Regions from separate parts of the Sus scrofa genome. Here regions 1, 2 and 3 are each linked to region 4. A link is a contact called in public HiChIP or PLAC-seq data. All regions are on one chromosome and are shown on one strand. Each heading gives the region's core, a stretch centred on a gene start, on an enhancer-like site or on the middle of the called end of the contact. The rest is flanking DNA. Distances are from core to core; before and after follow the strand shown. Region 1 has its middle 81 kb from the start of MIR1343. Region 2 holds the start of PDHX (pyruvate dehydrogenase protein X component, mitochondrial). Region 3 has its middle 56 kb from the start of MIR1343. Region 4 overlaps SLC1A2 (excitatory amino acid transporter 2).

Region 1 (6,571 bases), core at 1,056-3,555, 310 kb after region 4:
TTCAAAAGTTTGGAGACTCAGAATAATCAGAGAGCAAGCTAATTAAGTGTCATGACTGGTTTAAACAAAAGCCCACACTGCGAGCCATTGTGGATTAGATGGAGTTGCTTTATGAAATCCATATTGTTTTTAGAATGGTCCCCCCAAACCTACTGCCACCAGCATACTTTTAAGTTTTGTTTTAAATACTCCAGACTCAAAACACCTTATAGGCATTGTCAGAAAAAAAGAAATTATTCAATCAACCCCATATTCTTTGTGGCCTTTTGTATTTGAGCTGCATCTGTACTTACTGTGAATACCCCTAAAGCTTTTCAGGGCAGTTGTCCAAGATAAGGGATAGCATTGTGATAACAGCTAATACTTATTGACTGCTGACTGCAACCCAGGCATTGTTCAAGCAATGTTCCTTTATTTTGCATTTAACAGGTTTTTATCCCATTTTACAAACTGGGAAAATGAGACACTGAAAAGATAAATGACGTGCCCAAGGTCACCAGTCATAAGGGGTAGAAATGAGAAAGTCTGGTAACCTTGTACTTTAACCATTTGGAATATATATGGAGCAAACATACACTGCATTTAATGTTCATTTGTTGTCCAGAGCAGACAGAACAATCGCACCAAGCTTGATCTCCAATCTGTTGCTCTAGTAGTTCCTATAAGTTGAAAGTGTTGGCAATCTCTCTGCTGTTCCCTCCACAGACCCTTCTCCTTGGCTTGCTCCTATTCTTCTGGAACCTTGTCTCTGCCTGCTCCCGAGCTTGGGTCTACTTTGACTTTGGCCCTTCATATTCGGCATATGGTCTTGGTCTCTTTCAAGTTCAACTCATGCTGAGACCTGCCCCCAGGCCCCTCTTGCCCTTTTTCTGACTCCTTCTCATCCTCACCCCATCATGAGCTGTCTCAGCAATTTGGTCAGGGTTGATGAGGTGCAAAGGTAAAGAAGGGACACAAGAAGGACAGAAAAGAAAAAATCTCAGTGCAGATTCACCCTCCAAGTCCTGAGCTCTGAGCTCACTATAAAAATTTCTGCATGAACCATAGAGAAACAGCTTGAGATGTGGCGTCACATTCTAAAGATTCTACATCTGGAAATATGCCATTGAATTATACTGCCTATGTCTTTTTTTTTTTTTTTTTTTTTTGTCTTTTTGCCTTTTCTAGGGCCGCTCCCGCGGCATATGGAGGTTCCCAGGCTAGGGGTCTAGTTGGAGCTAGAGCTACCAGCCACAGCCACAGCCACAGCCACGAGGGATCCAAGCCATGTTGCAACCTACACCACAGCTCACGGCAATGCTAGATCCTTAACCCACTGAGCAAGGCCAGGGATCGAACCCACAACCTCATGGTTCCTAGTCAGATTCGTTAACCACTGTGCCATGATGGGAACTCCTGAATTATATTGCCTACTTCTTTTAAGATGACCCCAATCACCGCCCCATCCCAGCTCAGTTTTAGTCAACTGACTCATAAACACAGGAAAATATTTTAATCTTGGAGGAAAAACTTAGGTATTTGTTGTGCATTAAAAATGTTAATCGGGGAATTGAAAAAATAGCGGGCTCTACCCATCTGTGTAACGCTCGCCTTTCTGAGCTGTGGTTGGTCTGTAAAGTGTGCTAATTAAACACTGGAGCTCTCAGGTCGCTTTCAGACCCTGCATTTGTGTCAGTGTAGCCTGTGTTTCAGAGGCTTTTGCTGTGTGCCTTGCAAGACTACTAATTGCCAGCACTGTCTACCGAATGACTTCCCAGCGTCACCAGGACATGCCCCACGAGTACATGGTCTGTCAGTTTCCACAGGTCTGATGACATGCCTTCTGTTCTAGGTCTGCCCTCTCTTTGCCCTCTCTATTGCTATTGCCTCTGGTGTTCGTTCTTAAGTTTCTGGTTCTGTGGGATGTAAAGTCTATGACCCATCAGCCATGGGATACGAATGTTCTCACGGTGCCAAGGCTCTTTTAGGATTTGTACACTCTAGTGTTGAGGGCTGAAGCAGGGCTGCCAAACCCCACCACCGGCATCTGAACCCTGAGAACACTTGCTAAGAGGTGTGGTCAAGTTACTGTGAAAACTTTAGCGGCACCATTCACACTCTGGACAGCACATCAGTCTCCGCTCTGTTTCTAAAAGGGTAACACGACTTGGCTGTACGCCAAAGACCCACAAAATATAGGACTGATCTAATCTGTCCTGGAAACCATTGAGACAAGCCCATTATCTGAGAAGCCAGGACAAGTTATAATTAGAAGCCCCGTGAGTCACAGCTCATGGGAGTCAGCTCAGAAGCTCTCACTCATAAAATGACACACAAGTTTGACGTCTGCTGAGGCTCATCCCAGGCGTCAGCATTCGGCCTCGTACAAGGACTGAGGGAATACATTAGAGACGAGTAATATTCATGGAGCCCCAGGATACTCATGCTGGGTGCAACCTCACTATGGAGACAGAGCATCAGACACAGGAAGTACAAAGTGATAAAAATTGTTACTAGAAAAAAAATTCCCTTTGCCACACACGGGTTCTCTTTAACTTTTCTTAAGGTGGTGCAGTTGCTAATTTAAGCCCTTCACATACTTTCCCAGCAGTGAACTGAATTTACTGTACATCCTTCCAGGCCCAGTGGATTCTGAAAGAACATTGGCTTTAAAATCCAAGCTTTCTTAGCTACTTGCTGGCTATGGAACCATGAATAAGACTGTCAAATCTTTCTAAATCTTAGCCCCCTTATGTATAAAACAAGGTTTTTTAATGAGGATTAAAAAAACACTATCTTTTAATGCAAAGCACCTGGCTCAGGATCCCACATACGACGGGTGTTCAATCAGTGTCAGGATCCTTCCTTCCCAGTAGAAATCGGCAGATGATACTAGCTTCATGTCTTGTGCCAGGCACAGAACACACCCTTCAAAGTGTTAATGCCATTTCAGCTCAGCAGACACCTCGTCTCAGGAAAGCCATTAGAAACCCCCAAAGTACTATATTTTTCTCCTGCTAAGTAGTTTTCTTCCCACAACTTCCCACCACTTTATATTAAGTGAGCCCAACAAATGAGTCACACTACTTACAGAAGCAAATTTGGGAGCCACACCCAAAACACAGGCATTTTGTCTTTTCACAAGAAGCTGTCAATACCACCAAAAAAAGAGGGCTTGGGGGGCCCACAGTTAGAAACCCCCAAACTCCCAGGCTACCTCTGAATTCATATGCAAACCCAAACCCTTAGTTCTTTTTTTTTTTTTTTTTTTTGGTGAATTTCTACGCACAGTATTAAGTGACAGTTGAGAATCACTGAACAATATTCAAAGTTCTGCTGAATGTTCTGCTTTGTAAGTGGGTGACGTGAGGGGTACTGGGGGATATATCAAGATAGCCCAATCACTTTTTAAATGGACAATGCCAAATTAAATTTAAAACAACATCCTACCGTTGGGCCTGTATTTACTTTTTGGTAGATTAGAAGGTGATTATTTACTTTCGGAAAACATTTAGCGTTGCATTTAACGTATGGTTTTGATTTTCATGAAAAATTTTAAGAATTTATCCATTGTATGAAAATACAATGATTGGCATAAAAGTTAAAAAAAAAAAAAAGATAAAGGAAGCCTGTCATTTGCCAAGGACATAAGGTGAAGAATAAATATGCACTTGAGATATACATACTCCAAGCCTATAGAAAACACAGGTGTACTGATGGGATTCTACTATTTGTGTAGAAATCCTATCCAAGAAGACTTAGGAGCAGAAATTAAAACAAGACAATTCTTTACAGACTCTTCCAAATTCCAGAGTAGATAAGCCTCCTGCTGAAGCTTATGACATCAACAGAAATAAAATGATAAGCTATGTGCATAAATAATCTACCATAGGAGAGAGTCATCAGGCACTATAAACAAAATAGTTAGCCCCCTAGGAGCTGGACCTAGTAGAACAATCTAAATCTAGTAGAACAGCCTAAAAGAAATGTTTCAAATAATTAAGAAGTTTAAGGAAATGGGGGGAGGAAGAAATATGACTCATAGTGAGAGGAGAGTATAGTACAGTAAAATAAAAGACAGATTTGAAAAAGAACTGAATGGAAACACAGTCAATAAGATAATTAATAGAAAAATAGATGTGCTGCTGAGAAAATTAGTGAATTGGAAGATAAAACTGAGAAAACTGTCTAAAATATATCACAGAGAACAGATGGCAAATATAAACAGACAGAAAATATGGAGGCTAGGTTGAGAAAATCCAGCAGATATAAAATCGGGCTGCTATGCTACTCAGTTGTAAATGCTACCATTCACAAGCATCCAATATAAATGGTGTTGCTTGTATTTTTACAACATGTCATCCTTTATTTAATGGGAATTCCAGAAAGAAAGAATCAAGAATGTAGGATAAAAGGATAATTTTTAAAAAGATAATAGGGAAGAAATTTCCAGAATTGAAGAAAGAAACAAGTTCTCAGTTCTCTGACAGAAAAAAGTACACAAGAGTACTGGACAGTACAAATAAAAATAAATTCACCCCTAAGCTATTTGTGAGGAAATGAAAAACATCAAAGACAATGAAAAACAACCAGAAATAAAAAAGATTAACTGAAAAGTAATAAGCAATCAAAATAACTGAAAGACTTTTTATCAGCAATGGTGCAGGCCATAAAACAATGAAATCATTATCTTTAAAGTGCTGAGGCAACAGTTCTATCATTTAAAATTTCTAAACAAAGATGTGTTTTCACTCAACAATAAAGTACAATTTTTTCCACCCAATGAAAGCTCACAGTGGACAGAGCATCATAACACATTCTTAAGTAAAAGTCACACAAACAAAAGCAAAAAGTGCTCTTGTTTTAGGAAGGAGGAAAAGTGAAGTACCTAATTCAATTTATAGTAATAGTATATAAAACACTGGAACACTACCCAAGGAATAAATATAATGGGTTACCTGTGGAGGAAGGGAGGAATTGAATGGATAAGGATAGGAGAGCAAAACTTCTCACTGATTATACCATTGATTACCCCTTTAATATCTGTTTAATGGGAAAATTCCTAAAACATAAAACCTACCAAGACCAAACCATGAAGAAAGAGAAAATCTTAACAGAACTGTAAATAGAAAGGAGACTGAGTTAGTCACTAAAAACCTTTCAACAAAGAACAGTCCAAGACCAAATGGTTTCATCAGTGAGTTCTACCAAATGTTGAAAGAAGAATTAACACTACTCTTTCTCAAATTCTTCCAAAAAGTGGTGGAAAAGAAGGAAACACTTCTTAATTCATTCCATGAGGCCAGCATTATTCTGATACCCAACCAAACCAAACACTATAAGAAAACTATGGACAAATATTCCTGATGAATATTGATACAAAAATCCTCAACAAAATATGAGGCAACAGAACTCAAATCATATTGTAAGGATTTTATCCTAGGACCAAGTGAGGTTTATTTCTGGAGTGTAAAGACGACAGCTGCCATAGGACCCCATTAGTCCCCAACCACTCCAGGGACCTAGTGGGCTGACACCAGCTCCAGGACACCCTGGACCTCACAGTCAGCCATGTCAGGAATTGGCCCTGCACACCAGTAGGCTAACACTAGGCTTCAGGACCCTGGGCCTTGTAGCCAGCTACCCTAGGAACTGGTTCTCTACATACCAGTGAGCCAGAACTAGCCCCAGGATTCCCAGTGCTCCACAGCCAGAACCAGGGCTGGTACCAGAACCAGGACTTCCTAGGCTGTGCCAGGACCTGGCCTCACTCATCAGAAGCTGGCAGTCTCTGTATTAGGCAGGCAGTTGCAACAAGACGAGGGGCCAGTCACACCTTCCAGCATGCCCACAGTAGTCAGTCCACCACAACAAAAGGGGCTATGCAGCCCACGTAGAGGGCACTCTTAGTTCTGATGACCAAAGGGGAGTGCACTGCTGGGCCCCATAAGATATTTCCTACATAAGGCCACTCTCTAAGATTGGGAAGTTTAAACAACCTGTCAAATACATAGAAATAAAAACAGAGAATTAGGAAAAATGAGGCAACAGAGGGATATGTACCAAATGAAGGAACACAATAAAACCCCAGAACTAAGTGAAGGGGAGGTAAGCAATCTACTCATAAAGATGCTCAAAGAACTCAAGACAAGAATGGATGAACCCAGTGAGGAGTTTAACAAAAGGAAAATAGAAAAAAGAACCAAACAGAGCTAAAGCATAGAGTAACAAATGAAAAATACACTAAAAGTAATAAACAGGAGATTATGGATCAGGAAACGAAAGGACCAGCAAACTGGAAGACAGATAGTGGAAATCACTCAAACCAAAAAGAAAAAAGAAAAAAAGAATTTAAAAAAAAGAGTAAGAACAGGTTAAGAGACCTTCGGGATAACATCAAGCACACTAACTTTCACATTATAAAGGGTCCAGAAGGAGAAGAAAATGGCAGAGAATATACTTGAAGACTTAACAGCTGAAAACTTCCCTAACCTGGGAAAAGAAAGCAGACACCCAGGTCCAGGAAGCACAGAGAGTCCCAAACAGGATAAACCCAAAGAGGACCACACTGAGACACACCATAAATAAAATG
Region 2 (7,151 bases), core at 166-2,665, 420 kb after region 4:
AGAATATGTGGGCAATGCCTACTGCACCTAATTTTTCATATTACAATTCATCCTGCGGAGGAGTGACTAAAGACTGGCAGAAAATACATCACACTCAAAATCCGCCCCACCCCCATCCTCATGTAAAGAAAAATAATGCAGGGCACACTACAGTATATACCATTAAACACCGTAGGAATTGTGTTAGCTCTGTCAATATCACTACTTAAAGACAACTTTCAACAATAAGTTTTGTAAACAATGAAGAATTTCAATGGCAAATCCAGTTCTACAAGGGTTAAATCATAACCCACTGCAGTTGCCCAGCGACAGACAGTGCAACCTGAGAGGAATTCAGGATGAAGCACTGGGTGTTTTGGATAAAGAGGCCCTTAGATAATTCGAAACACATTTCAAGAAGAATTTTAATGATCCTGAATTCTTATATCTTCCCATTCATAGAAAAATACTAAAACCATTAACCTGAGATATCTGCTCTTTGTGATTAGCAGTAATCTTTTATCAACCTGTATGCCTAACCGCATTTATCTCCTAGCCAAAAAATTCACATACAATCTGGCTTCTCTACCTCTGCAGAGCGGCTGTCTCCCAGGCTAAAATCCTCACTCATATTCTGAATAAAACTTAAAACTCACAACACTTGGGCGGCCTGGCTTTAAGTCGACACTTCTTGGTAAGCTTCTCCCCCTAAATTTCCACTCTTTCAAGCCATGTTTCGCATAAAACATTTTTCCGGACCTATGCCTATGATGCCTAGACATTTACAAATTGAGTCCTTTACCAGTACTCGCGTGAGGCAACCCCGCTGGCCTCTAAGATCTTCCAGTAGACAAGGGTGAAAACAATGAATAAAAACCACTAACGTGACGTCTAAATCTCAGCAAACTTGGGCAACTTGACAACTCTAAAGGAAACTAACAATGACTAGGAAGGGGCTTGAGAGAGGCCGCACAACCCCAAATCCAAGGCAAGGTCACGGAGAAGCCATACCAACCAGGAGGCCAGGGAACGGAGTCAAATTCTCCTAGCTTCCAAAAAACCCTTTGCGGCATGCACGAGGCCAAGTCAGCAGAACCCTCCCCGAGACAAAGCCAAGGGAGCGGGGAGGCTCCGGGCACCTCCACACCCAGGTGCAGGCCCTTAATCAAAAAGCCCCTGCCCCAGGCCCGTTGCTCAGATGCACAGAGGAGCTGAGCGCGTCCCGGCCACTCACCCCAAAGAGACTGCGTGCTGTGATACCATCTCCAACTAGCTCCGCGGCCGAGAGACCATCCAGCAGCTCCCTTCACCAGCCCCGGGCAGTTGCCAAAGCCCAGGAGGCAACGCATCACCCGCGGGTCACAGCCTAGCCTCCAGGAGGCCGCCATCTTCCCAGCCTTCTCGCGGGCTGCCCTCAGCACAGCCTGTTCGCCCAGTCATCAAGGCCCTACAAGGCCCCGCCTCCCACCCCGTTGGACACGCCCCCTGGACGCCCGCGACTCGTAAACCGCAGGAATCAAGCAGCTCTTCTAGCTCCGCCTCCAAACTCGTTGGCCTCGCCTCCCGGTCATGAGGCTGCGCGGTTGGGCCTCCGGTCAGCGAGGCCCTCCCGGACCCGCCTTTCGTCTTGTCCGCCCCGCCTCCGGACTGCCCTCCACACCGCCTGATTGCATTTCTGGCCTCGCCGTGTTAGCCCCAACTGAGGGCCGGGAGCAAAGCCTTGCGAAGACCGGAGGGCGCGGGTACCTCTGCTCCCGGCCATGTCTGGCTGTCACGCTCCAGAGGGAGACTGTAGCTCGCGGCAATGCCTCGCGCAGGTAGGGGCGGGGCCGCCGGCGCCTTCTATTCCCTGGAAGCGAGGCGCCTGCGGGGCTCGGCGGCGGAAGCTAGGCGCGGGCGGGGTGGGGTTTCGGGCCGGACCCAACGGGACCCTCGCGCACCGCGGTTTCCGCTGCGGGTGCTGACCTAAGTCCCCGGCTCCCGCTGAGGTCTTTGCTCCACCGGCTGGGGTTCTCTGGAGACAGGAGCTGGGCACCAAACCTTGAATAAGGAAAAATAACGGAGGAGAGCGGTATTAAGTGTGTATTTCAAAGTAACTTCTCATGAAGACCGGGGAAACGTGAAGCCGCGGGTGAAACGGAGCTCAGACTATGAGCTCTTCTGCGCCCTGGCGACCAGCCTGACATTTGGCGCGTAGTAGGTACTTGGGAAACGTCCCCGAGCCGGATCTGTTCAGTAGCTGGCACTTTCTCTGCGCAAGTTGCTCTTTGCCTGCTTCTGTTTAGATTGGTTGTGGGATGATCTAGGAAGGATTTTTCCTTAAGCAGAAGTCACAGGAAGATTCCACCCTCGGGCTGCACATAACTTTTCATTCACTTCTGCATGCCAACAATTTATGGAACACCCATGTGCTCAGGGTGGTAATTAAGACAATGGCCTGGGTTCTGGAGGAGAGCTAGACCAGTAAACCATTACAAGTGAGAAGCGCTGCTGAAGAGACTGGGAATTCCCCCTCAAATCACGACCTGATTCTTTATTCCTCCTGTTATTCTTCCTTGGGGCAGAAGGTCCCAATTAAAAAGTAAAAGGTGGCAGATTTTATTAGGAAAAACTTATCAGCCAGTATTTCTGTGAATAAATGACTTTCCAGAGATGAGCAAAGTCACTTGTTTTCTTCCTCTCACTTATTACAATTTACGTATTTATTCCTCTTTTCACTGCCAACTAAAAATTGTCACCCACCCGCTGCCTCCACAAGGTTTAGGTCATTAGCCGCTGCAGTCAGCCGCTGACCTTCAGCACACTCTTGAAAGAAGGCCAGGGAGATCAGGAATGAGGCACTCTGTGTTCTGTGAAAAACTGGCAGACTAGGCCTTCTGATAGTTAGATATTTTCAGGAGATTTTATGACCCCAATTTCTTGTGTCTTCTCATATCTAGAAGAGCAGTAAGATCATTAATGGTGCCATCTGCTCCTCATGATTAGTGAAATCCTCTGCAGAAGCAGGTGCTTGATTTCAGGTATCCACCTTCCCCAAATCACATATATACTGAACTCCCCCCCCCCGCTTCTAGCAGTTCCTCCCTCGGCGCTGAGAGGCTGTCTCCCAGGCCTCATTTTGCCTCAAATAAAATTTAACTCATGACTCACACTGTGCCTTTTTTTTTCAGTCAACATCACTTTTTTAAAACTGCTTCCTAGAGTATAAATTCCTTCAGTGCGGAGACTTTGTCTTATTCATGGCTGAACTTCCAGGATGTGCTTGATGCATGGTAGGCACTCAAATATTTATGACCGCATCACTAACCACTTAGCTGCTCAGCCAACTGAAAACTTGGAATTCCTTGAAGCCTTCCTTTCCTTCAGTTTTCTTACCCAAAGTCCATCCTTTCTATTTAACTTTTTTTTTTTTTAGGGCTGCACACACTGCATGCATGGCATATGGAGATTCCAGGCTACGGGTCCAATCAGAACTACAGCTGCTGGCCCTACACCATAGCCACAGCAGCTGGGAATCTGAGCTGTGTCTGCGACCTACACCACAGCTCACGGCAACGCCAGGATGCTTAACCCATTGAACGAGGCCAGGGATCGAACCCGCAACCTCTTGGTCCTAGTCGGATTCACTTCCCCTGTGCCACGACGGGAACTCTGTCTATTTAACTTAATTATCTTCCAAATCCATCTCTGCCATCGCTCCCTTACAATTTCATTTTGAAGCTGTTTCCACAGCCTCTCTGATGGTCTGCTCCTTTCTTGATCATCACCCTTTAGCCTCTTCTCTCTACTGCCACGTAGAAATGTTTCAAAAATAAAATCTGATCGTGTCATCTTTTATTTAAAACTGCTCAGTGGTTATCAACCATCTAGAGCATAAAGTCCAAACTCCTGTGCATAGCATGGGCAATCCTTATAGTCTTTTCCCGTCCCCTCTCCATCTCACAGAACCTAATTCCAGTTCCAACTACTCAGAGTTCTGTCTGACGAAAATGCCCTTTCTCCTCTTCATCTACCTTCACACCTCATCTCCTTCATTAGAACTCAGCTCAGGGGAGTTCCTGTCATGGCTCAGCGGTAACGTACCAGACTAGTATCCATGAGGAAACGAGTTCGATCCCTGGGCTCGCTCAGAGGGTTAAGGATCCAGCGTTGCTGTGAGCTGTGGTATAGGTCATAGACGTGGCTCCGATCCCAGTTTGCTTTGACTGTGGCTGTGGTATAGGCCAGCAGCTACAGCTCCAATTCTACCCCTAGCCTGGAAACTTACATAATGCCACAGGTACGGCCCTAAAATGACAAAAAAACAAAAATTAAAAACTCAGCTCAGCATCCCTTCCTCTCTGAAGCCTTTCTAACTCCTGCTCCCTTACACCAGTAGCTTCTACTCCAATAATGCCCTGGACCATCATGTTTTCTACACTGCTTTGTCACTTCACAACTGTTAATAACTTCTTTACTAGAGTTAGAGCCCCCAAATGTAAAGATTTTATCTTACTCTTGTTTATTTCTTCAGGGCCATCAGTAAAGTTCTGCTGAATGAATGAATGAGGGCTATAGCATAAATACCCAAAAATCTACATAGAGCAAATGCCACGGTGCAGAGTTTGAGGAAGGAATGATCACTTCCTGCTGAAATGATAAGAGAAGGAATCCTAGGGGATGTGAATCAGAAGCCTGGTGTAAAGGCTCATGAGCAGGAGTTTGACCGCCAGAGCTGGGATGAATGGAGATCCCACATGAGCAATAACCGAGCAAAGAGAAAAAAGTGTGTTCTTGGCTGGCAGGAAAGTGTGTCTTAGACATCTACTGCTATGTAACAAGTATCCCCAAATGTAGGGATACACACAAGCGTTGCCTCACACAGTTTCTGAGGATTAGGAATCCAGGAGAGTTTAGCTCAGGGTTTCTCATAAATTGGCAGTCAAGCCATCAGCCGGAGCTGCAGGCATCTCAAAACGTTACTGCAGCTGGGGTCTGCTTCCAAGCTCACTCACACAGTTGTTGGCAGGCTTCTGTCCCTCATACGTTATTCATCACTTGAGCTGAGTACCCTTAAAATATGGCAGCTGGATTCCTCCAGCGCAAGTGACCTGAGAGAGAGCAGCCAGGACAGAAGTGATAGTCTTTAGTAAGCTGCCATCAGAAGTGACATACTCTTGACCTCTTAAGCTGCCTTCACACAGACCAGCTGCATATAGTGTAGGATGAACTCTAAGCCAGGGTGTGAACACCAGGGCGCAGAGATCATTAAGAGCCATCCTGGAGGTCAATTACTGCAACTATGTTGACTAGAACTGAGAGGTTCATGTAAAAATGTGAAAGAAAATATTTGCAAAGTTGGGGCAAGAAAACAGAAGGACTTAAATTACAAACTAAGCAGGTGGTATTTGAGGAATGGAGCTCACTGACTAAAGTAGTGTGTTATTTTAGTACTAAGAGTGAAAGGTACGCTGGAGAAAAAGAAATTGTAGGCAAGGAGGAAAAAATAATCGGAATCCTCAAATATAAATCCCTGAGAGTTTTTACTGGACTATTACTCAATAAGAAAAATAAGGATAATGGAAAAGTGGATTTCACAATATTAATTGCATTCAATTTAAAGGACTATCTTTTATTCTGACATTATCCTACCTACTCTTTAATGTAAAAAAAAATGCACTTTTTTTGAAGACTGTGAAAATAGATGGTTAAATATGATTAATATCATAACTTGACAACCTTCTATCTGTCCCTAAAACTTAAAAAACAGCAATGGAAACTACTGGTCTTGAAATTCACAAGCCTGGGAATCACCAATCCAGATTATTAATCTAAGGAAACCGACACTTAGAAAGGGTCACTGACTTGCCATAGGGTACTTAGCTAGTGTGGGTCAAAGCTAAAGCCAGGCCCATCGTCTTCTGATTTCTAGTCATCCTTAACTGGTAAGAGGAATTTTTAGTTTGGTGAAGGTGGGAGGGAAAAATAGGACTTTTGGTGGAGGTGAAGTTGTAGAGAAAACCAGTCTGCACAGAGAGGAGAATGAAACAGATGTGCTGAAAGAAGCAATGACCAGAGCCAGAAAACGCTGACACCTTGCTTGTGCCTGCCTCTTGTCCCTTCCTTAGGCCAGTGTCAGGAAAAACTTAGACTGAAATGAGCAAAAGAGACTGCCACGTGCCTTGAGGCTCTCTATGCACTATTTGACAGGTCTGTAAACTGTTGAATGCTGAAGGCAATGCAGTTATTGTTCATAGAAATGCAAGTTGTGTTACAGAGATTCAGTTTATTCCTGCGCAGATCTTGTCCAGTTTTTATTTGTAAATCCAGGATTATTGATTACTTTTATGTGTGTGTGTTTTGAATTCTCTTTGGACACAGTCATATCATCTTCTTGGTTTCCTCATTAATCAAAGGGTTAAATAATACCTTTGACACGTGTATATTTCATGTCTGTATGAGAGTCACTCCCCCCCCGCCCCGGAAAACCTCTACCTGAGAAATACATGCCTCTGTTTTGTTTAAATTGCAGGAAAAGGAGTTCCCGTCGTGGCGCAGTGGTTAACGAATCCGACTAGGAACCATGAGGTTGCGGGTTCGGTCCCTGCCCTTGCTCAGTGGGTTAAGGATCCAGCGTTGCCGTGAGCTGTGGTGTAGGTTGCAGACGCGGCTCGGATCCTGCGTTGCTGTGGCTCTGGCGTAGGCCGGTGGCTACAGCTCCGATTCAACCCCTAGCCTGGGAACCTCCATATGCCGCGGGAGCGGCCCAAGAAATAGCAACAACAACAACAACAACTAAATAAATAAATAAATAAATAAATTGCAAGAAATGGTTGGGGAGGGGATTTGAATCATTGAGGACTGTGAGTGGGTCATCTCAGTGACATTGGAGGCTGATTTCCTTAAAATGAGTAGATTGAAAAATTGGGAAAATGATGTATTGACTCAAAAACTTTCTAGACTTTAGTGTTTTTAATATATACAAAATACTGTCAAATATTTTATCCTCACTGTATGGCACCTCCACTGTAAGAAGTTGATTGTAATCCATCTGTAGATATGTCTTTCAAAATTCTTTTTCTACGTGAAAGCCAGACCTAACAAGAACAGACAAGTATGGAGTTTCCACTGCAGCTTAGCCAGTTAAGGACCTGACATGTCTCTTTGAGGATGCAAGTTGGATCCGTGGCTTC
Region 3 (6,640 bases), core at 3,898-6,397, 340 kb after region 4:
AGGAATAATGCCTTTAAAGCATCCTCTGAATTTTTAAAAGGAAAGTTAGTTTGCTCTCAGGAACAGACATATCCATAAATCTTAGCATCCATTTCCATTCTTCTGAAGTTGCACCAAAGCATAGGTATAACGAGAATACCTGGAGTTCTCCTGTGGAGCAGTGGGTTAAGGATCTGGCATTGTCACTGAAACAGATCAGGTTGCTGCTGGGATGCAGGTTCGATCCCTGGCCCAGGAACTTCCATACGCCATGGGTGCAGCAAAAAGAGAGAGAGAGAGAATACCTGGAAACTCATCATGACATTCTGATTAGTATTTAATTAACAGGTTGAGATCAAACACACTCTTAACAATTTATCAATACTTAAATGATTTGGTGTCAAAATGAAATGCCCACAAACAGCATAACATATTTAGTAAGCAATGAAACCTAGTTAACTGCGAGGGAGTATAACACACGAAGAGCTACGTGGTGCTCATAGGTAAATAAAGTGGGCCTCCACATAGCAAACATCTGCTCTGAATTAATAAATTTAAAGAATAAAAGAAGTTGATATTTAGCATGAAAAATACTGAGTGGTAAAAATAAAACTTGATTTTTACCTGCTCTATAGTTATGCTCAGTCAGCTGGAGAACTCAGAGATGATGAGATTCTCTGAAAAAAATGGGACAGATGGTCCCCCAAGAAGCAAAACAGTGGGTGTAAAGTTACCTAAAGAAGCAGCTGTCCTGGCAAATGACTTACTCCATTAACAAAATGCATTTGCACACATAAGACACCTTCAAAAAAGTAGGGGCTGGAGAAGAGGGAGGAAAGTGGAGGTGTTAAAACACCTTTCCATTACACAAAGCATGAGCCTTTCTTCCTACATCAGCCTCTTTCTCTAGGCATGATGAGCTGGCAAAGAACATTTTCTTGGCAAGTGGCAGGGTGTAAACCTCTCTCTGCCATGCAACTCACCACTGGGTAGCCGTCCTTCCCATTAAGTTTCTAAGCTTTGTTGGAGTTAAAAGTTATAATGATATGTCCAGGTACTGAAAATGAACTGCTGAGCTTGTAATAACAGGTGCTAAATATCTGGCTACTAAAATTAGAGAGACCAGAAACCAAAAGGAGATGGTTATAACCAGCAATGTAAAAACCTGCTTCAAATGTTACTTCCTCTATGAAGCTATCCACTCAACCCAGGCCCTAGGCACGGACTCTGATTACAGAACTTACTGAACTGCATTTTACTTGGCCAGAGTTTAAGCTGACTGAAGGTAGGGACCATTAGCTATGAATCCTCAGTGCCGGCACACAGCAGACGCTCACCATTGCTGAATGAGTAATATCTCAATATCTCTTTTGTGTCACATCTTAATGTCTCGCCTAACAAATAGGTGAATTTATTGGAAATAAGTTCTACCCACAAAGTAGGTCTAACATAGATTGCTATACCTTACTGAGATGCCTTATTGTTTGGCGTTATTCCAAATTATAAGATCACATTTTACTTCCCAGCCTGTCTGGCTGGGCTGTGGTGCCAGCCACCAATTTATCATTTCTAAGATTCAGTGGTACCTTGACAGCTGCTCTGAACTACTGCACAAACTGATGACACTTCCAAGCATTTCTCCTTTATAGCAAGCATGGTAAGTTTCTCAGCAGAAGGCACCTGAGAGACACTGTCAGTTCTAGCTGCTGCTGGCTACTCATCAGGTGTGGAACAGCATCCAGTGATGCTCTGCCCCTGCACGTGCCCAGAATGGCAGTCCCAGCTCAGCCTGGTGACCACCTTCCCACAGGGCCCTCCCAACACAGACACCATGTGCTCCAGGTCCCCAACTTGCTGTCCCACCATGACCTCCTCAGTGCACCAGCCCAGTAGCTGGGGCTGACCTGTGCCCAGCAGGGTGGCCTTGCATTTCCCAGCGACTGCAGACAGACCTGGCCTGGGCAATGCAATGAATCTGTCACGCATAGGCTGCACACATTGGACACTGACTGGTAAGGTGGTCAAAAGAGAAGTATGGACCCTGACTGATACAGTCATCAAAATAGAAGCCCAGAGCCTTCAAAAGAAAAACTGATGTAATGAACTTTAGCTCGTAACGAACGTGGATTAAGGACATCTATGTAAAGTAAAATGTTCTACATCATTTTTTTTTTTTTTTTAATCCTTAGAGGTACTAAGTCCCTAATTTCGTGGAAGCTTTTATTTTTCTAAGCCTTCTATTCAGGGGTAGAAGTTATGACATTTAACTTCAGCATTTCAGGTTAACAGTAGTTGTCTGTAATGAAAACAAAAATCTCTAGCACTTTCTGTGTACAATCACAGAGAGAACTAGTACAGAGAAAATATGCATTGATTTAAGGGTGGTCATATTGAGACACATTTTACTACAGAAGAACAGGACCTTCAATTACTACAAGTGGAAAATGCCATCTCTGAATAGAGAACTACCTCATCAGCAATAAGACAGCCTAGGAAGCGGTATACTGCAATGTGGTGAGCTTGAATTTTGATGCTGCAAAGACCTAGGTTCAAATCCCAGTTGTGACCTTTCTGAGCTGTGTGCCTTTGGTTCAGTAACATAATCCCCAAGCTTGTTTCCTTTTCCTGTCTTGTGATGATGGTTGTAAAGTAGGATATACCTACGTTACAGAATTGAGAAGATTAAACAAGATAAGCAACTGTTAATTTTCCTTCCTGTTTCCTCATTTTAAAGGTAAGAGAATATTGAGGCGCAGAAACAAGGTTTTTACCGAGAGCACAGTAATTTATAGAAGAAGCTGAAACCAGGCTTAAAGTACTCTTGATTTATGTGCGCAAACTTGGGAAATAAAGTACATAGACTACTCTATTTAGAAATGGAGTACTCATTGGAAATAAAGTACGACCAGTACTCCATTGAGAAGGACAGTAATTTATTAAGTACCATCCTACAGCTGCCTGATAAATGCCACTCCTTATCACACTGCTGATAGGAAGTGTAGAACAAGTGCTACTTTCGTGATTAAAAATTTGACCTATTTAACACCATCAAACTCCTAGAAGAGAACAGAGGCAAAACACTCTCTGACATCAACCTCATGAATATTTTCTCAGGTCAGTCTCCCAAAGCAATAGAAATAAAAGCAAAAATAAACCAATGGGACCTAATCAAACTGAAAAGCTTTTGCACAGCAAAGGAAACCCAAAAGAAAACAAAAAGACAATTTACAGAATGGGAGAAAATAGTTTCAAATGATGCAACCGACAAGGGCTTAATCTCTAGAATATACAAGCAACTTATACAACTCAACAGCAAAAAAGCCAATCAATCAATGGAAAAATGGGCAAAAGACCTGAATAGACTGTTCTCCAAGGAAGATACACAGATGGCCAGCAAACACATGAAAAAATGCTCAACATCGCTGATTATAAGAGAAATGCAAATCAAAACTACCATGAGATACCACCTCACACCAGTCAGAATGGCCATCATTAATAAGTCCACAAATAACAAGTGCTGGAGGGGCTGTGGAGAAAAGGGAACCCTCCTGCACTGCTGGTGGGAATGTAAACTGGTACAGCCACTATGGATAACAGTTTGGAGATACCTTAGAAATCTATACATAGAACTTCCATATGACCCCACAATCCCTCTCTTGGGCATATATCCAGACAAAAAAACTCTACTTAAAAGAGACACATGCACCCGCATGTTCATTGCAGCACTATTCACAATAGCCAGGACATGGAAACAACCCAAATGTCCATCAACAGATGATTGGATTCGGAAGATGTGGTATATATACACAATGGAATACTACTCAGCCATAAAAAAGAATGCCATAATGCCATTTGCAGCAACATGGATGGAACTGAGTGAAATGAGTCAGAAAGACAAAGACAAATACCATATGATATTTCTTATAACTGGAGTCTAATATCCAGCACAAATGAACATCTCCACAGAAAAGAAAATCACGGACTTGGAGAATAGATTTGTGGCTGCCAGATGGGAGAGGGAGGGAGTGGGAGGGATCAGGAGCTTGGGGTTATCAGATACAACTTATAAGGAGATCCTGCTGAGTAGCATTGAAAACTATGTCTAGATACTCATATTGCAACAAAACAAAGGGTGGGGGAAAACTGTATACATGTAAGAGTAACTTGATCCCCATGCTGTACAGCAGGAAAAAAAAAATTGACCTATTTATATAATACTTTACGCTTTATGAAGTGCTATGACTAATAATTTTATCTTATTTTTAAAGACCTATTTTTTTAGTGACAGGAGTAATAATTTCATAAACAAAGACATTTCAGGAAAATAAGTTATTTAAGGTGTGAATAAAGGGAAATCATCACTAATTTATGATTTTGCTAATAATTTCTCAGCTTTTAATAAAAGTCCAAGTTTCTCTTAACAGTATATATCATACATAGCAGAGGTTAAAATTAGAGGTTTAAAAAGTAGCTACTTAACTGGGAAGAAAAAGACTGCTTGGGGAGTTCCTGCAGCAGAAACAAATGCAACTGGGATCCATGAGGTTGTGGGTTTGATCCCTGATCTCGCTCAGTGGGTTAAGGATCCAGTGCTGCCATGAGTTGTGGTGAAGGTTGCAGACGGGGCTTGGATCTGGCGTGGCTGCGGCTATGGTGTAGGCCAGCAGCTGTAGCTCCAATTAGACCCCTAGCCTGGGAACCTCCGTATGCCGCAGGTGAGCCCCTCCCCCCACAAAAAAAAGACTGCTTGGATTTGTTTGCAAATACAGATAAATGATAAAAAGTGAAAGTAAACTTTATATGATCAAAGAAATAAAAGACTGCCACTAACAGAGGCTAATGGTTTTTCAAAATACATCTTTATATACCTTATAATTTCAATTAAATGGTGTCTTCAATATTACGCGAGTCTAGACAAACTACATCCTGCCTGTCCCCAGCTCTTGAAATCAATAAGAGACCCTAGAATGTCAATTTCGAAAACAATCTATAACTATTTACAATGATTTTATTAGAGGACTGCTGCGTTTCCCATTTATGAACAGTCTAATCCTGAAATACACCACTTGCTGAACATAACACATCAGAATCTTAACCTTTTATACACTGGTGATGGGGGCCGTGGAGGACTTGTGTTTTGCACTGGGGAACAGCATCACTGTTGCCGCATTCCCTGAAGGCACACACCCACCTGTGGATTTCTAATATACCACAGCAAACAAACATGTCAAATATTCTTACATTTCTCCCTTCTTTAAAGCCACCTGACCTGGTACGAATCTAATTCACTGAAGCTTTCATTATAGCAAATGCTTCTAGCTGGTTCTGCTGACGGTTGCCCTTGACCCTGTTTTGACTTCCTTTGCATACAATGGCCAGACTAATCCTAAAGTTAAGTGTGCCCTGTTACTTCCCTTTTCAAAAGTCAACAAGAGTTTCCCGTTAATAACAGCACATTATAAATAATGGTTAATTCTTACCTGCAGCACACTTGGTTCTTTCATTGCTCCACTTCGCCTGAGATAAAGTCCGTCATGATGCAATGGGTAATGAGGACAAATTTTCCTTGAAAACTAAAAGTTAACTGCCATTGTAATTTTTCTCCCACACTCTAACTACAACATATTAACTTAGAGCACCACCTATCTTTCAATAAAAGGTTAGGAAACTAGTTTTACTTTTGCAACAGCTGGCCTGTACAATTTAGTATGATATTAAGTCCAAAATGCAAAAAGAAAAGAAAATTCTAAGAAGGTTCATTTGACAGTGCATAAAAGATCATTCTACCAGAATACAGAAAATTCTTAGTAATGTTTTAAACAAGGGAGTCTGGCCAGCTGTGTACTGAAGATCTTAATCTTCCACAAAAATGGTCAATGAACAAACTGTAGCTGGAAATGTTAACTAGAAGTTGCGGTTAGGGAGAAGCGGAGCTGTTTTGACTTTGAAATTCTAACACTCCTTGATATTTTCAGGTATTAACTAAATGTGTTGCTTTTTCTGTAAAAGTCTTCCCAACATTTAGGTCATTTCCCTTATTTAAATGAGGGTAAAAGTACAAATAAATATAAATACAAAATAAATATATTGTATAAATATATATTGTATATTTATACAATATAAGTATAAATAAATAAATATAAATTTATAATGTGGGAGACAGTCTGCTCATACAGCACACAGTTCATTCTCTGCTACGATCCCAGTCAAGGGCACCACACCCTCTTCTCAAATCCGTGTTATTCTCTGACCTCATGCTGCAACAGAATTATTTTTAGAAATGGCAATTTCTTACATAAACCTAAGCAGCGTAACACATTGGAGAAAATACTTTTAGTCAGAATGAATGGGCATTTGCACCAAAAGTCAAACCATGAGAAACAACTGATTACGTGAAAACCTGGCTGTGACATCCACGAAGAATGGAAATGTCTTGAATTTATACAGCATTTCTCCTGCGCGGTTCGCCGCAGCTCTCTAAGGCAGGCGGGAGTGGGGATCATCGCCCATGTCACCTACAGGGAAACAGATGCACTAGAGTTTAAGTGTGTCGACCACTGGAAAAACAGAACTCCCAGGGATTGATGGTGACCTACGGCTGTCTCATGCCCTATTCCTCAGATATAAAAATTAAGAGAAAAAAAATTTTAGTTAAAACTGA
Region 4 (6,866 bases), core at 631-3,130:
CAGTTTTCTATCTTGCATTTGAAAAGTACACACAAAGTACTCACAATGACACTGTATCACATGAGGTCATGAAGTATTACTTGAAAGCCAGATGGTTTTTAGTCTGTTAACCTCCCGGTGGCCGGGGCTGAGCAAACAGGAATGGTGGCACATGCGTCCGCGTTGGTTGGAAACTGCACTGGCAGGAGTGTTCACACAGACCCTGCAGCCCAGGAGGAAGCGATGTGCCACCTGTGAGATCAGAGACACTCTGGTCAAGCAGGGAGGTGGGGAGTGGGTGAGAGGCTGCCCCAGCTTCCTCGGAGAAAGCGTGACACACTGGCTAGAGCAGTGGGCTCCTAGGGAAGGCATTTCTGGTTTGGATTCTGTCTCCGCGCTAACCTGACTTTGATAAACATACCCCACCCTCTAGAGCTCAGTTTTCCCATCTATAATGCGGAACTAATGATCATACATATTTCTTGGGGTCGTTGGAGGCCAGGACCTGGCTCGGGATAAGTACTCAGAAGTGGTAGATACTATTATGATGAATGTCTCAGATGGGCACTGGGTCAGCTGATTCCATTCTATGCAGATAGCAGGTAAATGGGTTCATTCTGTAAGAAAATCTCTGAAAGGAAGTGAAAATGCAGGTGGGATTTAACACGTTCTTCCAGAGAGGTGGTGGGGTCAAGGTGATGGGTGGTCTAAAGAGTGGAATTAAGACTTCTTCCAGGCGTGATGCTTTCGAAGTTCGAGGGGAGGGTGCTTCCAGTACCAGCTGTGAGGTCACCCACCCAGGGTCTGGATCCAGACCAGAGACAGGCACCAACCCCAGCCAGGCATCTTCTAATCGGGTTTGACGGGCCGTTTAGAGTATTTTAATAGAGCATCAGAGATTTTGTTGGGCTCAGCCAAGCTTGTGTGCACCTTAGATGGACAAGCCAGGATGGAATCTCATCTTCATGCGCCTTTGTGGAAGCATCCCCAGGTACCGGGGTTCAGCTCTGGCTCTAGTCAGGAGTGGGGAAGCATCGGAGGTGGTTGGAGAGACCTGCGTTTGAATCTCAGCTCTGCTGTAGAGACCCAGTCTCTCTTTACCTTCTCACTTGATCTGGTTAAGCGTCTGTACCTTGTGGGTTGTTGTGAGGATTAAAAGAGATGAGTCTAGGAGGTGCCTAGCACCATGCTGGCTGGCCTCCTGGTAGATTGCTCAACAAATGTTGACATCCTCTTCCACCCCCCACATGCTGCAAAATGTGAAGGAAGGAAGAAGAAGAAGAGAGTCGCTTGGTTTCTCCATCTATAAATAAGAAGCTGGGGGAGTTCCCATTGTGGCGCAGTGGTTAACGAATCTGACTAGGAACCATGAGGTTGCGGGTTCGGTCCCTGCCCTTGCTCAGTGGGTTAACGATCTGGCGTTGCCGTGAGCTGTGGTGTAGGTTGCAGACGCGGCTTGGATCCCACGTTGCTGTGGCTCTGGCGTAGGCCGGTGGCTACAGCTCCGATTCGACCCCTAGCCTGGGAACCTCCATATGCTGCGGGAGCGGCCCAAAAAATGGCAAAAAGACAAAAGAAGAAGAAGCTGGAATAAGAAGGGTTAATAAGAGTTAAAGGCTCCCTCAGCCTCTGGAGTTTGAGTGATGTCTTGTGCTCTGATTGTCCGTCCTAAAAATCAGTAGTGAGCCTCCACTATTTCCTGGCAGGTAGCCATTGAATACATATCATGTGCTGAGCCCTCTGCAAGGGTCATCTCATTCTGGGCTTTCCTTCCATGAAGGAGAAAAACTGAGGCCTGGAGACACAACGAAACTCACTCCCAGTTTCTCAGATGGTAAGTGAAGGAGCTGGGCTATGTACTCTGGTCTCTGCCTCTGGAGACCAGGTTCATAACTAGAGACTTCCGCCCCCTGCTGGAGACAATGAGTGCACAACAGACTAGCCTTTTCAGCTGCTCAATTGTTAAGCCCGTTGAAGCCCAAGGAATTTGTGTTACGGACACTGTCGTCTCCCAGGCAGGCAGCAAATAGGGAATTGTGGACAAACACACCCCCAACATCTAAGCATCTGACTCAGGCTTCCTTTAAGTGCAAGAGTCCTGTGAACAGCAAGTGCATTAGATTCTCATCTTCACTATGAGAGAGACCAGGACTTTCTAAGGTCCCTGGGTGGCTGCTCAGAGCAAAGGGCACTGAAAATCTGGAGGGGAAGGGCCTTTCCTTGTTTTTGCTTCCTCACAAAAGGAAGGGAGGAAAAGGGGCAGAGATGAAGAAGATTGTTTCATTGGTTTCAGAAGAAAAAAGCCTCTGTGTTATTGATTTTCAGGCCCCAGGCCTTTGCTGGACAAGGTTTGGTGGTCTGCAGACCACATAAAGAATCCTTGTTTCTAAAGCCTCAAACAAAACTGCCACTGAATCCATCATTTCCTTTGACACCTTGTTCTCGGGGTTCTGTTGGCCTTTTATTCGCGCTGCACCTGTGATTCCTTCCCAATGCTCCCTTTTAACGTGCCCTTGGTTTAAAATTTTAAATCTTTTTTTTTTTAGGGTTACACCGTGACACATGGAAGTTCCCTGGCTTGGGGTCGAATCGCTACAGCTGCTGGCCTATACCACAGCCACAACACCACCAGCTCCAAGCCGTGTCTGCGACCTCCACCACAGCTCATGGTAACGCCAGATCCTCAAGCCACTGAGTGGGGCCAGGGATCGAACCTGCATCCTCATGGATACTTAGTTGGGTTCATTACCGCTGAATTGCAATGGGAACTCCATGGCCTCGGTTTTTATCTTTGTTTTCACCTGTATAGTCCACACCTTAATTCCAGCCTCATTCCTCACTCCCTGGGCCCCTGCACCCAGCTTCTTAGTCATCATTTTTCTTAGGAATAAATGAGTGTGATTATTTATTTAACAAACATTTATTGAGGAGTTCCTGCTGTGGTGCAGTGGGTTAAGAATCCACCTGCAGCAGCTGGTATTAGTGCTGAGGTATGACAGGTTTGATCCCTGGCCCAGCATAGTGGGTTTAAGGATCCGGTGTTGCTGCAGCCGTGGCTCAGAATCAGTCCCTGGCCTGGGAACTTCCATATGCTGTAGCCATAAAAAAAAAAAGATAAAAAATAAAAACAAAGAAACAAAACAGCAACAACAAAAAGCATTTATTAAGCACAGAGGTCTCTGTTCCCTAGTGCCTACCACCTGACACAAAAATAAATATGACAATCTTTGCTCTAAATGAGTCCCTAGCTAAGAAATAAAGTGGATGCAAATTACTGAGGGAAGGATGGCAAATATGGGCACATAGATGGCCACTCCTCAACTTTGTGTCCATGGCAGACATTGCCCATCAATCATTACTCATTCTTTTTTTTAAATATAATGTTTTTTAATTTTTTTCCGTTATAGCTGGTTTACAGCGTTCTGTCACTTTTCTGCTGTACAGCATGGTGACCCAGTTACACATACATGTATACATTCTTTATTCTCACATTCTCATGCTCCATCATAAATGACCAGACATAGTTCCCAGTGCTACACAGCAGGATCTCATTGCTAATCCTGACTCATTCATTTTGAAGCTGGATTCAGCGATAGACAGCCACTCTTGCTGATTGGATTTTTCCCATGAATTGATGGCCGTGTAATCCATTCTTGTCTTTCAGGTGGTCTAAAGGCCACTGAGAGAGGAAGGGGAACTCATTGTATTGAGTTACTGAGTCTGAGTTGTCAGCCCATCAGTCAGGTGGTGCAGCCTAGGAGATCCTTTAGTGGGAGTGCTCCCAAGCAACCCAGCTTTGGGGAAGCCCCCCAAGCTCACTTCTCATGACACCTTCATGCCTCGCCTGCTCTCTCACGGCCCCTTTCTGTCTGTGTTTTGGAGGACTCTTCTTCTTCCTCGTTCCCCGCAGAAATAGAAATAGTTGTTTTCTGAGATTCAACTCTCCTCCTTTTTAAGGTCTTTGTTCTTGTCTGTTCTCTCACTTGGAGAGCTCATTGAAGTGGTTAACTCCCAAATCTTTATCTTCAGATACCTCTTTTTCCAAAGCCTCACCTCTGTCATTGTGGCATCGGAGCACCTGTAAGACCTGAGCCTACTGGGCTTTTCAGCTTGCTCCATGCCCCCCACTCTTGGCTCCGGGCCTCCAGAACCACTGCTGGGAGCACCTGGGTCCAGGTCCTGTCGAGTCAGCCATGGGGGTCCTGCCCCCTTGTGTTGGCACGACCCTGCCCCTCTTCTCAGCTTTGTCACGACCTATCCAGCCTCTGAGTTTCAGCTGAACTGTCACTTCACCTGGAAAGTCATTCCCAACTTCTTTATGCTTTCAGAGAAGAACCAAGGGCGGAGACCCTTATTATCTTGCCCCTCCAGTCATTCAACAAACAGCTCCTAATAGCCTCCTCAGAGTCACAGTGATTACGACATGAACCTGCCCTCAAGGAGCCTAGAGCCTGGCCAGGTTTCTGCTGCTAGTTAATTGTTCTTGTGTATATGTCACGCCTCTGCCATTAGACCAAACCCCTTGTGTCCCCACAGCCCTGTGCACGTACTAGCTGTTGAACACACCAAGTGCCCCCTTTTCCTGTTTGGTTTGCTGTCAAGTCTGGTAGATATGTGGTCCTTAGGGGAGCTCGGAATGGGTTGGAGGGCCGGCTGGAGAAGGAACAGCCCAGTGAGGCTGGACCCCAGAATAGCAGAATCTGGCTTAGAAACGGATGCTTCGAATGGAAAATGGTCATGATTAAAATGCGTTAAGGACATGGTCTGAGTTGGAGTTCCAGCTCTTCTGCTTAATAACGAAGAGACATTGGCAAGTTACTTAATTTCTCTGGACCTTGATTGTCTCATCAGCAAAATGGGTCTTAAAAATGTCACCCCTCAAGAGTGGTTGTGAGGTTTAAATAAGTAAATGGGTTTAAATGAGTGTAAAACCGTTAAAACAATGCTTGGTATAAGCCCTATTACTTAGACGTTCCTGGCAGTGGGATTTACTGGGCATTTTCTTTTTTTATATCCTTCTGTAAACAAAGTGCATATTATTTATGTAATCTGGGAAACATATAATAAAACTTTTTTTTTGTCTTTTGTCCTTTTAGGGCCACACCCACAGCATATGGATGGTCCCAGGCTAGGGGTCTAATCAGAGCTGTTGCTGGCAGCCTACGCCATAGCCACGGCAACAGCAGATCCGAGCCACATCTGTGACGCACACAACAGCTCATGGTAACGCCGGATCCCTAACCCACTGAGCAAGGCCAGGGATCGAACCCACAACCTCATGGTTCCTTGTCGGATTCGTTTCTGCTGTGCCATGATGGGAACTCCAACAATGAAACTATTTTTTAAGAGACGAAGAAAGAGTCTGGTGGGTAAGGGGATCATAGTTAGCCCCACTGGGTCCTGCTCTGTGTGTGTGTGTGTGTGCGCGTGTTTGTGTTTGTGTGTGTGTGGAGTTCTTAGTGTACTGTGTGTAGGGGAGGTAAGCTTGCAATCCCAGATGTGCCCATCTCCTGCAGTTTCACAGTGAAAGCTCCAACCTTCCTGGATGGTGTCATGCTTGGTGCCTAGGAGAACAGGAATGAAATCACCCAAGGATTCCCATGCAACAAGGACTCACTACTGATCAGTGTAGTAGCAGGTGCACCGGGTCAGGAATCCTGAGGTCTGGGCAGAGGGCTTTGAGAGTGGGAAAGTATGGAGCACAGGGGAGAAAGGAGGGAGGGAAGGCCAGACTGAGTCTGCAAAAGCAGGGGCAAAGTCTGCGTGTTTTATGAAGTGTTTTATGGTGAAGCTGTAATTGGAACCCTGGTATTTAGCAAGAATTATGAGGTGTGATGGTCTTAACACTGAGAGTCCTGGGGGTGGGGGGAGGTGGCTGAGAGAGACAGGCTGGGGAACCAGGAGGTGTAAACGTCATGGAATGGGTTGCCTGGCTTCAGCACGCTGCTTAAATCTGCCTATTTATTATTTTTTTCAAATGACCACTATTAGTTTTTTACTCTGGGGCATTCAAAACTCAACTCAGAGACAAACCAGAATTATTTGTCAGTGACTTGCTCTCTCTCTGAAAAGAGCTGCGAAGCCTAATTGAAAGGCTCATTCTCTTACCATTTTCTGGAGGCTGAAAGTGCCTCTGGGTCGCTTCCAACTCCGAGTGCCCTGGGATCTGATCCAACCAGCGCTTAGGAGTCAGAAGCCCTTCCCGTACAGAGGAGGGCTGGGCCGTTAGCAGGCCCACGATGGAGATGGAGTCTGCTGTTGCCCCAAGTTAATTTCTCAGCCCCCCCAGGCTGAGGGAAGGGCTTCCGACTCTTTTGGAAACTCAGAACCAGCCTGTTGGATGAAGAAGGGTCGCAGCCTCCTTTTTTGTCTCTTTCACCTCAGCCTTTTGGAGCCACGCTCCCTCCAAAGCAACAATCTTCAGCGGTTGGAGTCGAATAGAAGTATTTAACCAGGTCCATGCAAAAGAGGCTTCAGGAGTCTTACGTTGTAAGGAAGATGTTTCTGAATGTGCCTCTTTCAGGGGGAAACTCTTTGAATCGCATCAAACATGTGCTCAGAGTTTGCCTGTGTGCATGATGGAGGGGAAATCCTCCCTGCTGTTTTTAGGATTCACCTCCTTGCTCCTGCCTGGGGGCCTTTGCACTTGCTGTTCACGCTCTCAGAATACATTTCCCAGGGACTTCCATGGGCTGACCCTTACTTTTGTCACCTGGAAAAAAAAAAAAGTACAACCTAAAAGTTGAGAGTTATGTTTTATTCAGTGGACTTTCTGGGGACCTCAAGCCTAGGAGACACACCTCTCAGGTGGCTCTGAGAGACTGCTCTGAAGAGGCAAGGGGGGAGCCAGGACACATAGGAGTCTTTGAAACAGGGACCAGATAGTC

The links. HiChIP or PLAC-seq counts read pairs in DNA pulled down with a chosen protein or histone mark.
Region 1: a contact with region 4 is called in an H3K27ac HiChIP or PLAC-seq map of alveolar macrophages. The contact joins two enhancer-like sites. A contact is called at or near these places in 4 of 47 Hi-C or Micro-C datasets (epiblast stem cells and liver) and 1 of 2 datasets of contacts at active chromatin or transcription factors (alveolar macrophages).
Region 2: a contact with region 4 is called in an H3K27ac HiChIP or PLAC-seq map of alveolar macrophages. The contact joins the promoter of PDHX here to the enhancer-like site in region 4. A contact is called at or near these places in 2 of 5 promoter capture datasets (fetal skeletal muscle and liver), 3 of 47 Hi-C or Micro-C datasets (embryonic fibroblasts, liver and skeletal muscle) and 2 of 2 datasets of contacts at active chromatin or transcription factors (alveolar macrophages and skeletal muscle).
Region 3: an H3K27ac HiChIP or PLAC-seq map of alveolar macrophages shows a contact between it and region 4. The contact joins two enhancer-like sites. A contact is called at or near these places in 2 of 47 Hi-C or Micro-C datasets (embryonic fibroblasts and skeletal muscle) and 1 of 2 datasets of contacts at active chromatin or transcription factors (alveolar macrophages).

The regions. Positions count from the first base shown.
Region 1 is chr2:25,982,531-25,989,101 of Sscrofa11.1, forward strand. No RefSeq gene overlaps it. Among named protein-coding and RNA genes, the nearest start is that of MIR1343, 81 kb to the right of the region's middle. Within about 2 kb of position 2,306, at least 18 of the 83 cell types and tissues checked have an H3K27ac peak or open chromatin away from gene starts, as enhancers often do. A contact at or near this core is called in alveolar macrophages, where this site is marked.
Region 2 is chr2:26,093,480-26,100,630 of Sscrofa11.1, forward strand. PDHX (pyruvate dehydrogenase protein X component, mitochondrial) reads right to left here and starts at 1,416. Exons shown (of 13, transcript XM_003122869.4): 1 at 1,214-1,416. The coding sequence starts at 1,367. APIP (methylthioribulose-1-phosphate dehydratase) reads left to right here and starts at 1,541. Exons shown (of 8, transcript XM_003122870.3): 1 at 1,541-1,796. The coding sequence starts at 1,740.
Region 3 is chr2:26,007,479-26,014,118 of Sscrofa11.1, forward strand. No RefSeq gene overlaps it. Among named protein-coding and RNA genes, the nearest start is that of MIR1343, 56 kb to the right of the region's middle. Within about 2 kb of position 5,148, at least 16 of the 83 cell types and tissues checked have an H3K27ac peak or open chromatin away from gene starts, as enhancers often do. A contact at or near this core is called in alveolar macrophages, where this site is marked.
Region 4 is chr2:25,670,586-25,677,451 of Sscrofa11.1, forward strand. All of the region lies in intron 1 of SLC1A2 (excitatory amino acid transporter 2), which reads left to right. Among named protein-coding and RNA genes, the nearest start is that of SLC1A2, 70 kb to the left of the region's middle. Within about 2 kb of position 1,881, at least 6 of the 83 cell types and tissues checked have an H3K27ac peak or open chromatin away from gene starts, as enhancers often do. A contact at or near this core is called in alveolar macrophages, where this site is marked.